2 separate regions of the Oryctolagus cuniculus genome follow, and region 1 is linked to region 2. Evidence: chromatin contacts called from public Hi-C data. All regions are on one chromosome and are shown on one strand. Each heading gives the region's core, a stretch centred on a gene start, on an enhancer-like site or on the middle of the called end of the contact. The rest is flanking DNA. Distances are from core to core; before and after follow the strand shown. Region 1 has its middle 460 kb from the start of CD83. Region 2 overlaps LOC127493092 (a long non-coding RNA gene).

The links. A called contact is a pair of places that touch in the nucleus more often than the background predicts.
Region 1: a contact with region 2 is called in a Hi-C map of psoas muscle, with 4 times the contacts expected there. The contact joins two enhancer-like sites. A contact is called at or near these places in 2 of 6 Hi-C or Micro-C datasets (liver and psoas muscle).

Annotation. Positions count from the first base shown.
Region 1 is chr5:156,056,709-156,061,510 of mOryCun1.1, reverse strand. No RefSeq gene overlaps it. Among named protein-coding and RNA genes, the nearest start is that of CD83, 460 kb to the left of the region's middle. Within about 2 kb of position 1,695, at least 1 of the 8 cell types and tissues checked has an H3K27ac peak or open chromatin away from gene starts, as enhancers often do.
Region 2 is chr5:155,973,945-155,978,978 of mOryCun1.1, reverse strand. All of the region lies in intron 1 of LOC127493092 (a long non-coding RNA gene), which reads right to left. Among named protein-coding and RNA genes, the nearest start is that of JARID2, 480 kb to the right of the region's middle. Within about 2 kb of position 2,103, at least 4 of the 8 cell types and tissues checked have an H3K27ac peak or open chromatin away from gene starts, as enhancers often do.

The DNA.
Region 1 (4,802 bases), core at 446-2,945, 83 kb before region 2:
CCCCACAGGCCGTTCAAACTGACTGACTTCAACATTCACATTGCTCCATTTACCCACTGCACCCTGGCCTTGGACATCCCTGCTCTACTCAACAGAGACTAGACCATTCTGATCAGCAAACCCCACGCACCATTCGGAAGGGGCTCCCCATGCCACTCCAGTACACACAGTCCACGAAACTCTCCTCTCTCTGCTCCTTTTTAAACCATTTTCACTCATTTATGCGTTTATTTATGTATTGCAAATGCACAACATAAGTGTTCCCAGAGGGACTGTCAAATTACAAAAGCGAATAAACCTTCATTTACTCTCTCGACAAATATTTACCATGTGCCTGCTCTGCCAGCAGGAGTCTACGCAGCAACAGCGACATGACTGTAGCCCTAAGGAGCCACCTGCAGGTTCCTTAACTCAAGGGCCACTCTGTCCAGGGCGTCCTCCTTGGCACCCTTCTCAGGGTCCCATGGCCTCATGGAGTCGATGCTTTGTATCACCTGCAGAGCATTCGTGGCTTCCGTTCTAGTGGATGGTGTTCCGCTAGGACACATGTCATAGCACCCTTCGACAGAGAGCTACAGTGCTGACGATGGTGATGATAGTAAGTGCAACAACAAATGTCATTCCTTTCTAGAGAAGCATTTCTTGCTTGCCCCTGCATCCGAAGGCTTGGAGGCATCTACCCACAGGCTTGGAGCCAAGACAGCAGTGTGATGTCAGTTTCTTTCAGGGCCCTGTGCTCTCTGACTTGTGCCATCCTGCCTAATAGACTTCAGCTGTATTGAAATGAAAAATGAGCAGGAAGTAGATCTTGCTGCTAAGACATATGGGTCAGAAAATCATTATGAGTATTAAATTACAGCAATAAAATGAACCAGAACTAATCTTGTAAATTAAGATCCAATAAATTTTTTTTCATGGCCACACCTTTTTTTTAAAAAAATAAAATAAAAGCAATGTAAAATGTAGTCTAAGAGTATTAAAACTGAATGGAAGGTTGTTTTTGGGAGGGGGGGAAAGGGGAGGAATAGGTATAAAACCAGAAATTTCCATGTGACAAAGACATTAGCATTTTGGAGGGCAGGAGGTGGAGGTTGTTGGGTGGATGGTGAATATACTGCCCCTGTGCCAGATGGTGCAATGATCAATGTTGAGGCTGACACACCTATGTATTTTACATGTAAAATTTATGTATACATATTCCCCTTCCCTTCCGCCCCCTCCTACCTCCCTATTCCTTAGCCAAGCTTCCGCTGACACAAGAAACTAGTGAATTTCTAAATTTCTGACAATCTCTTATTTTTAGAGGAGTCTACACTGTCATTCAAATTAAATCTGAAGCCACAAACAAACCTTTGGAGCTTTGGCTGTTCCCTGGAATAACAGGATCTCTGCCTCCACGCGCGGCAGCAGGGGAGAGACTGTAATGAGCTCATTGTCCATGAGTAGGCACAAAGGAGGGGACACTCCAGGTTCTCCCTCCCTTTCAGCCCGGGATCCAGGGGGCAGATGTTAATTAAGTGAGTAACTTCCACCATCTCCTGGGAACGCCACAGGGCACAGCTCCCAGATCCAAAAGGGACATTGAGGAAGAGGAGACGGTGCCGCAGCCAAGAACCCGTGGGGAGGATCTGGGGTCACCGCCCAGCTCCTGCCCTCCTGCAGGTGCTGGCTTGGTAAAACACTTCGGAGCTGACACCCAGCGGAACCAGACTATTTATAGCCACGCAGTCCTTATAAATAGAGCTGTTTATCACTCAGCCCTGCATGAGTTAAAACTCTAGGCTGGCAGCTATAAATAACTCGGTTACACGCTCGAGTGTGACGACTGACTGATACTTCCTCAAATTGTGACAAATAATGACAAGTTTGTTTGACAAACATTCCACTGACATTCATCTGATTCTGAATAAGTGGTGCTGCTTTCTTAATTTGGTCCCTGAGGCCCGGGACCTCGGGAACTTTCTTTGTTCTCTGCCACTCTCACCTCATGCAGAGGAGACTGTCCCGTGTGTCGTGCGGTTTTCTGTGTGCGTGTGTGTGTGTTTACCTCTAATCAACTGGAAAGGATTTGAGGCCATTTAAGGGGAAGCCTATTAAATCCACTGTTTCTCTCTTGGGATGATTCTGCTTTAGGGGCTTTGCAAGGGTCTGGGGAGCTTTGCTAATGACATGAGAGCAAGAGGGAGGAGAAGGGAATGTGGACCGGACTGAGGTGTGACTCGTGCAGGGTGGCAGGGGCTCAGAAGGGAAAGGTGGCATTAAATGGCAGAGCGCTCACAGTCCCACTCTCCAGGGGCACCTGACAACCAGAAATGCGAGCAGTCAGTTAGAAGGGACCAAGGTTCGAGAGAGCTTGGATAAGCCTCTCTGGATTAGCATCCCGTGGCTTGAGTTCTCTTGCTAGGTCAGTTGATAATTAACACAAGCCCGGAGTTACATGGATCTTAGAGCTCTCCTGGGTCTCTGTCTAACATAACTGACACGTGACAGTTGGAAGAGCTAGGGCCAAAGGGTCTCTCACAGAGTGGACTAGAACTCGGCTCTCCAGGCTCCTGGCCAGGGGCTCCTCCATGGCCATGTAACACAGCCGGGCATGTGGAGCTTCTAGACTCTTCATGAGCTGGAGCAAGCGCTCTGAGAGACGGGGTGATTGTGGGCGTGGATGTCGCTGTCCTGTTCTCCCGGCTCGTTTCTCTCTGTTAGCAACCTCTTTCAGAGGACCTCTTACCCTGTCCTCCACTTCCAAGCCCTGTCTCCTCCGTTTCAGCCTCACTGGTGCTGTCGCATCGCCCCCTCCCCCACCACCTTGCACACACACACACACACACATTCTTCTTCCAATCTCGCCGCCACAGACCTTCCCTAGCAATCTTTGGAGAAGCTCACCTGCTTCCCAGCCCGAGCTGGGCGCGCAGCAAGGAGACACCCCTCTCCGAGCCTGCCCTGGCCCTCTTCCTGCCCAGAGTTCAAGATCAGGCAGCCCCACGAGTTGTGTCTCTGGTGCAGCCCTTCTGGCTATATTCCTACATGGTGGGAGTAGGGCAGAGCAGTCACAGGCCAATGCAGGAAGCGAGAGACAATCGGGAGCACTTTTTAGAACAACCCAATTTCATGGGAGCTAACTGGGATCCCAAGAGGGCTGCATTAGCTTTCCCGAGGGTGCCAACCCAGCGGCTGATTACCTTCTCGTAGGTCCTGCTCTGCCACCTCTCAGCCCTGACGCACTGGGGACTAGGCATCTAGCATGTGCCAGCCACGGCAGGGCAAGGCCAACAGCTGAGAGCAGCTCCTTAGATTTTGTGCCCTGGGCCCTCACTTACCTCACCCTTGGTTTTTGCTTCTCCTTCCCAGTAAATTAAAGACATTGGCTCCTGTATCTGCAGAATGACCAGAGGTGTCTCAACCTGGCTGACAAAGTCCTTAATTACCAGTCCCGCCTGCTTCTCCAGTCCAGTTCTGTGCTTTTTCTCCAACTGTAGTGCTCACTCTTCCTGGAGCACAACCCCTTCCACATGAATGTACTCCCTTTACTGATTGATTTGTTAAGATTTATTTATTTTGAAAGGCAGTACAATAGAAAGGGAGAGACAAAGAGAGAGATCTTCCATCTGCAGGTTCATTCCCCAAATGGCTGCAACAGCCAGGGCTGAGTCAGGCTGAAGCCAGGAGCATGGAACCCCATCCAGGTCTCCCTTTTAGGTGTTGGGGCCCAAGCACTTCAGCCATCTTCCACTGCTTTCCCAGGTATGTTGCAGGGAGCTGGATAAGAAGTGGGGCAGCCAGAACTCAGACCAGTGCTCACGTGGGATACTGGTATCATAGGTGGTGGCTTAACCTGCTATGCCACCGTGTCGGCCCCAGGGCCCTCTCTTCACATAGCAAAGTCCTGACTGCTTTTCAGACGCACTGCAGCTCCCCCAGGAGCCCCAGCTGACGGCTCAGGCCACTCTGATGTCCTCTCCTTGGAGTCCCCACCCTGCGTGTGTGTTTCCGTCTGGCCATCACCATCCTGCAGTTCCTGGTGAATGTGCTTGTGTTTAGTCCTCTTTCTTAGTATTAAAGGAGGAGCTGGTTTATTTTAAATCATTTTCATATCATCTAGCATGGTGTCTAGCTAGAAAAAGGTAGACTATTTTAAAAGCCTACTTCCTTAATATGCAGGCAACAAAACAAAACAAAAAAAAGCCAGGCGGGGGTCGGGGGGGTGGGGAGACTTCAAAAGTAATAAATGGCAGTATCGGCTATGGAATACTGCATGACAAGCATAATGTAGCCAGTCCTAAAATGGGCAGCACGGAGGGCCCAGCCCAGTCTTCTGCATGGAAATTCAAGAAAGGCTACCAGGCGCAAATGTGCATCTCCTCAGTACCAGCAGCATACGCAGATACCATCAAAGTGTTGAGAGCACTGGCAACAAAACGGGCCGAACAGCTGGGCAGCTGAGCAAGGTGGGGGGTTGAAGGCACAGCTGTCCAACCCAGCAGGCAGCCGCCATCGAACACGTCCTTAGAACCCGGAGAAGCCAGGACACAGAACCCACGCGCGAAGGGGCAGCGGCTTCCCCTGCCTTCTGGAACTGGTCCTCAGCTCTACTTCCTGCATCTCTCCCCACCTCCCGCTTGGGTACCACTGAGGCCTGTGGGGCTCCACATCTATTGCTGCCCGCCCAACTCTTAGCTTTGCAATGAGAGAATTTGCTGGCGCTGGGGCTGGCCTGCCCCGTGGGGTCACATCACCTGGGTGCGGCTCAGCCCCGGCTGATCAGCCTCTTGCAGCTGTCAGGGTCCCGGGTTGTTCCAGGT
Region 2 (5,034 bases), core at 854-3,353:
CAGAAATGCTTAACCTGGGATACATCTTTATGTAAACCTGCATTCTCTCAGTCAGTGAGGTAAGGCTCTGAGATCTGTCGACAAAACGTGTGAGGCAAACATGAAGCATGACTTCTTGGCCTCAGCCCACGAACTCTTCACTTACGTTTTAGACAAATTAAATCCAAGGAAACAAAATGCTGGCCAAATCCCTATGCCAAGGAACTTGTCAAGGACCTAGCAACTTGAACTTCACCCTACTTGCAATACTGAAGAGGAAATACCACAGCTGTCAAATGAGCAGTGTTGCTGCTATACCTCAAGACAGGATGTAACCAGAGAAGCAAAATGTTGAACATAAAAAAATACAAGGTGAGATGGAGCCTTGTGGAGAAAATTTGTTTTCTTTTTAGAAAAAAAAAATCTCTTCCGAATACACGTGCGTGCGTTTCCTACTTGGACCCACATTCCTTGATCCATCTCACGAATGTGCGTAGTGTCTGGCCACACCACTCAAGGGCCACATGGTCTTGGCCCACGCGATGAGCTCAGGAGCACCCCTGTGGTTTCACCCTGCGCCGCTGTCTCCCATGGTTAACAACCCTGACAAGTGCTCCCCACTTCCCACCCAGCCAAGTGCCCCGTTAACTCAGCACTCAGCCACCCGGGCTCAGAGGTGGGGGAAGAGTCCACTGTCGTCAGAGCCAGTGAGAACCTGGGAGCAAAAGGTCCCAACTGGCTGCGGGCACTTGCGAAGGGGCCCCGGCTCATGGGGTTAATTCCTTTTTCTCTTGTGCGTGAGGGTGGCACACTTAACGGCTTGTTGAAAATACCAGTCCAGTTCCTGTTGCGAGGGCTCAGCCCTGCATCCTGCCAATCGCAAAGCGCCACGGATCTGTTTACTAAGGGAGTGAGGGATGTGAAGAAGAAAGGACAGAGGGAGGGGGACACCGAAACTCACAGACTCCTCCGAAATTCTCATTCCCCCCATCCTTTTCTCACAACAGCCTCAGAGGAAACATGCTATAGTTTCTATTTTACAGATGAGAAAACCAAGGGCCAAAGGGTAGGTAAACTGTCTAGGATCTCAGGATCTCACAACCAGGAAATGCTAGAGCAAGGTTTCCAAATGGTCTAACGCTTGCTCTTTCAATCTCTACAAAAAAAATCAGAGCATTAGCCAAGGGATGCCTAATGAGTTTGGACAGAAAACAACAAAAAATCTGAAGAAACTTGGGGAAGTTTCTTCCAATATGCTCTAGGTTTGTCACCCTACCTAGCACAGTCCTGTACTAGCCACACCTCCCCTTAGCAGGGACGTAGCAAGGGGAGCCCTGAACACTCTGCTTTCTTCTTAAATAATCTCCCTCCAGCCTCCCTTCTCTTTAATTTGCAGCAGCTCTAGCCGTGTGGGCCAGGAAGGTCTCCCCTGCACCTCATCAGCACGCGGCTGCACCTGGGCCTGACCCGCGGGCCTTCCTTCCATTCCCCCAGCTTCCTCGCTAAGCCCCACAGACCTCGTTTTCAGCTGTGTAAATGCTGCCTTCATCAGCAACCAGGGCCTCCCTTCCAATCAGCCCCACCTGCCTCCCAGTCCCGACCTCCTGAATCCCAACACACGAGGAGACCTGGCCCACCACAAGCATCCATCGCTTGGTCCCGGCAGGTGCTTAGCAACCAGGTATTTGCGCCTCATCCACTCCCTGACTCCTTTCCCAGGATACAGTGGCAGGTCTTACCTGAAGACCCCAAGCCTGAACCAGTGCCCAGCCCCTGCTCTCCCACGAAGCCAGAGCCCTTCGCATTTGAGGCTCCTCTCCTACCACACACACCCCTTCCTCCTGCCTCTCCCAACCTCTTCCCTGCCCTGAGTTCTATCCCCCTGCACTGCTCCTCTCCAAAGACTGTCCTAGATGTTTCCCTCCCTCTCTGAGGTCGTGAAGCACTTCTTGTTGGTATCATTCACTCGGCTGATCAGGTCCGTTGCCAAGTAGTCCTTTATCTTTTTTTTTTTTCCTCTGAGTCTTCTTTTAATAAATTGCACAAGCCACAGTCTGGCTTATCTTTATATGCACATGTCCTGTCTACTCAACCGGATTGGGTGTCCTCCAAGGCTCTGTCCTCTCCCATCTGCTCATCTCGCGTTCTGATGACTCCCTTGGAGAGAGCCCATGCACTTGTGTAACACCGAGTCTGCTATGCTGTTCTTGCCACCAAACCCCACTCAGGCGCCCCTGGCCCTACAGACCTCCCCCCTCCTCCTTATAAGTCCCAGAGCCATCTACATTCCAGTGACACCTTCTGCTGCAGGCACAGATCCACAATGATACGTTCCGAGTTTCTGCAACACTCCTCTATACAAGCATTAAAATACACTCTTGTCCTGAGGTGTCTGTGAGTGTGTGTACTTCCTGTTTTCTCAAATACAGCGGGGGCTTCCCCAGGACAGTTGCCAAGTCTACAGCTTCTCTGGCACAGTGCTAGCTCTTCGAGTCCCTGCTACCTATATGCAGCCTATATTTTAGAAGGTAAAACGGAATTTGGACTTCTAGTTTTAAACGTATCACAGAAAATAAGACTATCTTAACTCTAAAGGAAGCAAAGCCTGGAGTCAAAACGGAGCACATCTAAACCCTGAGAGCAAAGGTTTTGTGTTAACAATCTCCTTTCAGAGGGCACCCAGTTCAGTGACAGCACAGGCGGCACCCAGCTTCCCGGGGTTGTCTTGTCTCGTTATCTGAGAGCAGAAACACAACACCTAAAAAGAGCCCGCCTGGGTGCAGATTTCAGGCCTCATTTTCCTAAGTGGAGAGTTGCACGTGGCCAAGCAAAGCCGACCTGATGAAAGCCAGTGTAGTCAGCTTGCTTTCAAATCAACAGCCGTAATTGCCACTAGCATTTAACCTGGCACCGATCACACCTGTGTTCTGGAGCCAAGCTCACTGGCCAGCTCAGCACCTTCTGAAACCCCAGGTGGCTGAACTCCAAGGCAAACAAGACCGAACAGATGAATCACAGCAGTGAGAACCCGGCAGCTGCCACTGTCATCCAGGGAGCTCACCCACAACCCTGCAGGGCAGGGAGTGACCTGGAGTGCACTGGATCAGGGTTGATCCCCCTTCAACCCCCTGAAGCTGGGTCTCCAGTCATTGCTAATGTTAAGATAGGCCCCTCTGCCTTCTTCCTGGCCTCCCAAGGCTTCGCTCCTCCCCAATTAAGCCACTAGGCCCCATCTTAGAAGTGAGGTGTGGCAATCTGCACACAGAGCTGTTCTCAAAGGCCCAGTCTTTCTCTAGACGGCAACAAAAGGCCAACAACCCACATCTCCCAGCTCTTTCATTATGAATGAAGCTCACGGGAGCTGGCAACCACTTAGGGTGGTCCATAAAGTTCTCAGGATCTCACTCGAACAAGGCAGCACCCCATCTCTGTCAGCCCAAAGGCCATTCAGCGTGGAAACGGAAGGTAAGGGTGAGATTCCACAGACTCGGCAGCTTCTACATTTTTTCCCCAAAAGACAGAGTTACAGAGAGAGGAGGATAGACAGACAGACAGACAGACAGACACACACACACACACACACACAGAGAGGGAGGGAGGGAGGGAGAGAGATGGAGAGAGAGAGAACTTCCATCCTGTTTCACTCCCCAAATGCCCAAATGGCCACAAAAGCTGGGGCTGGGCCAGGCTGCAGCCATGAGCCAGAGTTTCTTCCAGGACTCCCAAAGGGCTGCAGGAGCCCAAACACTTGGGCCATCTTCTGCTGCTTTCCTAGACATTAGCAGGGAGCTGGGTGTGAAGTGGAAGCAGCCAGTGCCCATACGGGATGCCGGCATTGCAGGTGGAGGCTTAACCTGCTACGCCACAATGCTGGCCCCAGCTTCTAAATTTTATCACAAGTTATTTCAGAAAAAAAGCAATAACAACTGAGCGGAAACACTACTCATTCTTCCAAAGTGCACCCCACGTTCAAAGTCATGGCGTGTTGAGCCTCCAATCCTGCTCTCCCTCACTTGGTGGTGGAGGGAGCAGCGTCTGCCTCTCCCTGTGTGGCCAGCATCCTACAGCACCAGAGAATCCAGAAATTCAACGTCTTTATTCCGCAAGCATTTACTATGTGCCAGACATGTTGTGAGGTCTGGGAAGTAGCAGTCATTAAAGCAGGAAAGACTTACTCGCTGGAGCTCACATTCTATTCAGGAGGAAACGGGCAATTAACAAATACACCAACAGACTCTCAGGTGGCCAACAGGACCATGGGAAAAATAAGGCAGATGAAGCAATGTAGGAATTACCCAGGGCAGGTGTTGGGGTTATGTAGGGCGGTCAGGGAAGGTCCCACCCAAGAGCTAACATTTCTGGGAGACTTGAAACAGGTGGAAGGAGGCACACACGAGAGTAGGGCAGGGGTTTTTCTAACAGTAGGATTGGTGGGAGGGTTGGCGTGGTTGTAGGATGGCAAGGGGCCAGAAGAGTCACAGCGAAAGGCAAGGTGGGGAGTGGAAGGAGCTGGGACAGGAGAGGAGCGGGAAGTCAGATCACGTACCACACGGCAAGCCGTTCTAAGGTCTTTGGCATTGACTCAGCATATCCATCAGGGCACTGTCAATAGACAGAAGCCACACCAACTATTTCAACAGAGCTCATTTAATATAAAGAACTATTGGCCGGCGCTGTGGCTTACTTGGCTAGTCCTCCGCCTGCAGTGCCGGCACCCCGGGTCCTGGTCCCGGTTGGGGTGCCAGGCGCTGGTCCTGGTTGCTCCTCTTCCAGTCCAGCTCTCTGCTGTGGCCTGCGAGGGCAATGGAGATGGCCCAAGTCCTTGGGCCCTGCACCCACGTGGGAGACCAGGAGGAAGCACCTAGCTCCTGGCTTTGGATTGGCACAGCACCGGCCATGGTGGCCATTGGGGGAGTGAACCAACAGAAGGAAGACCTTTCTGTCCATCTCTCACTGTCTATTAACTCTCTATCTATCTATCTATCTCTGTCTGTCTCTCTCTCTCTCACTGTCTAACCCTGCCTGGCAAAAAAAAAAAAAAAAAGAATTGTTAAC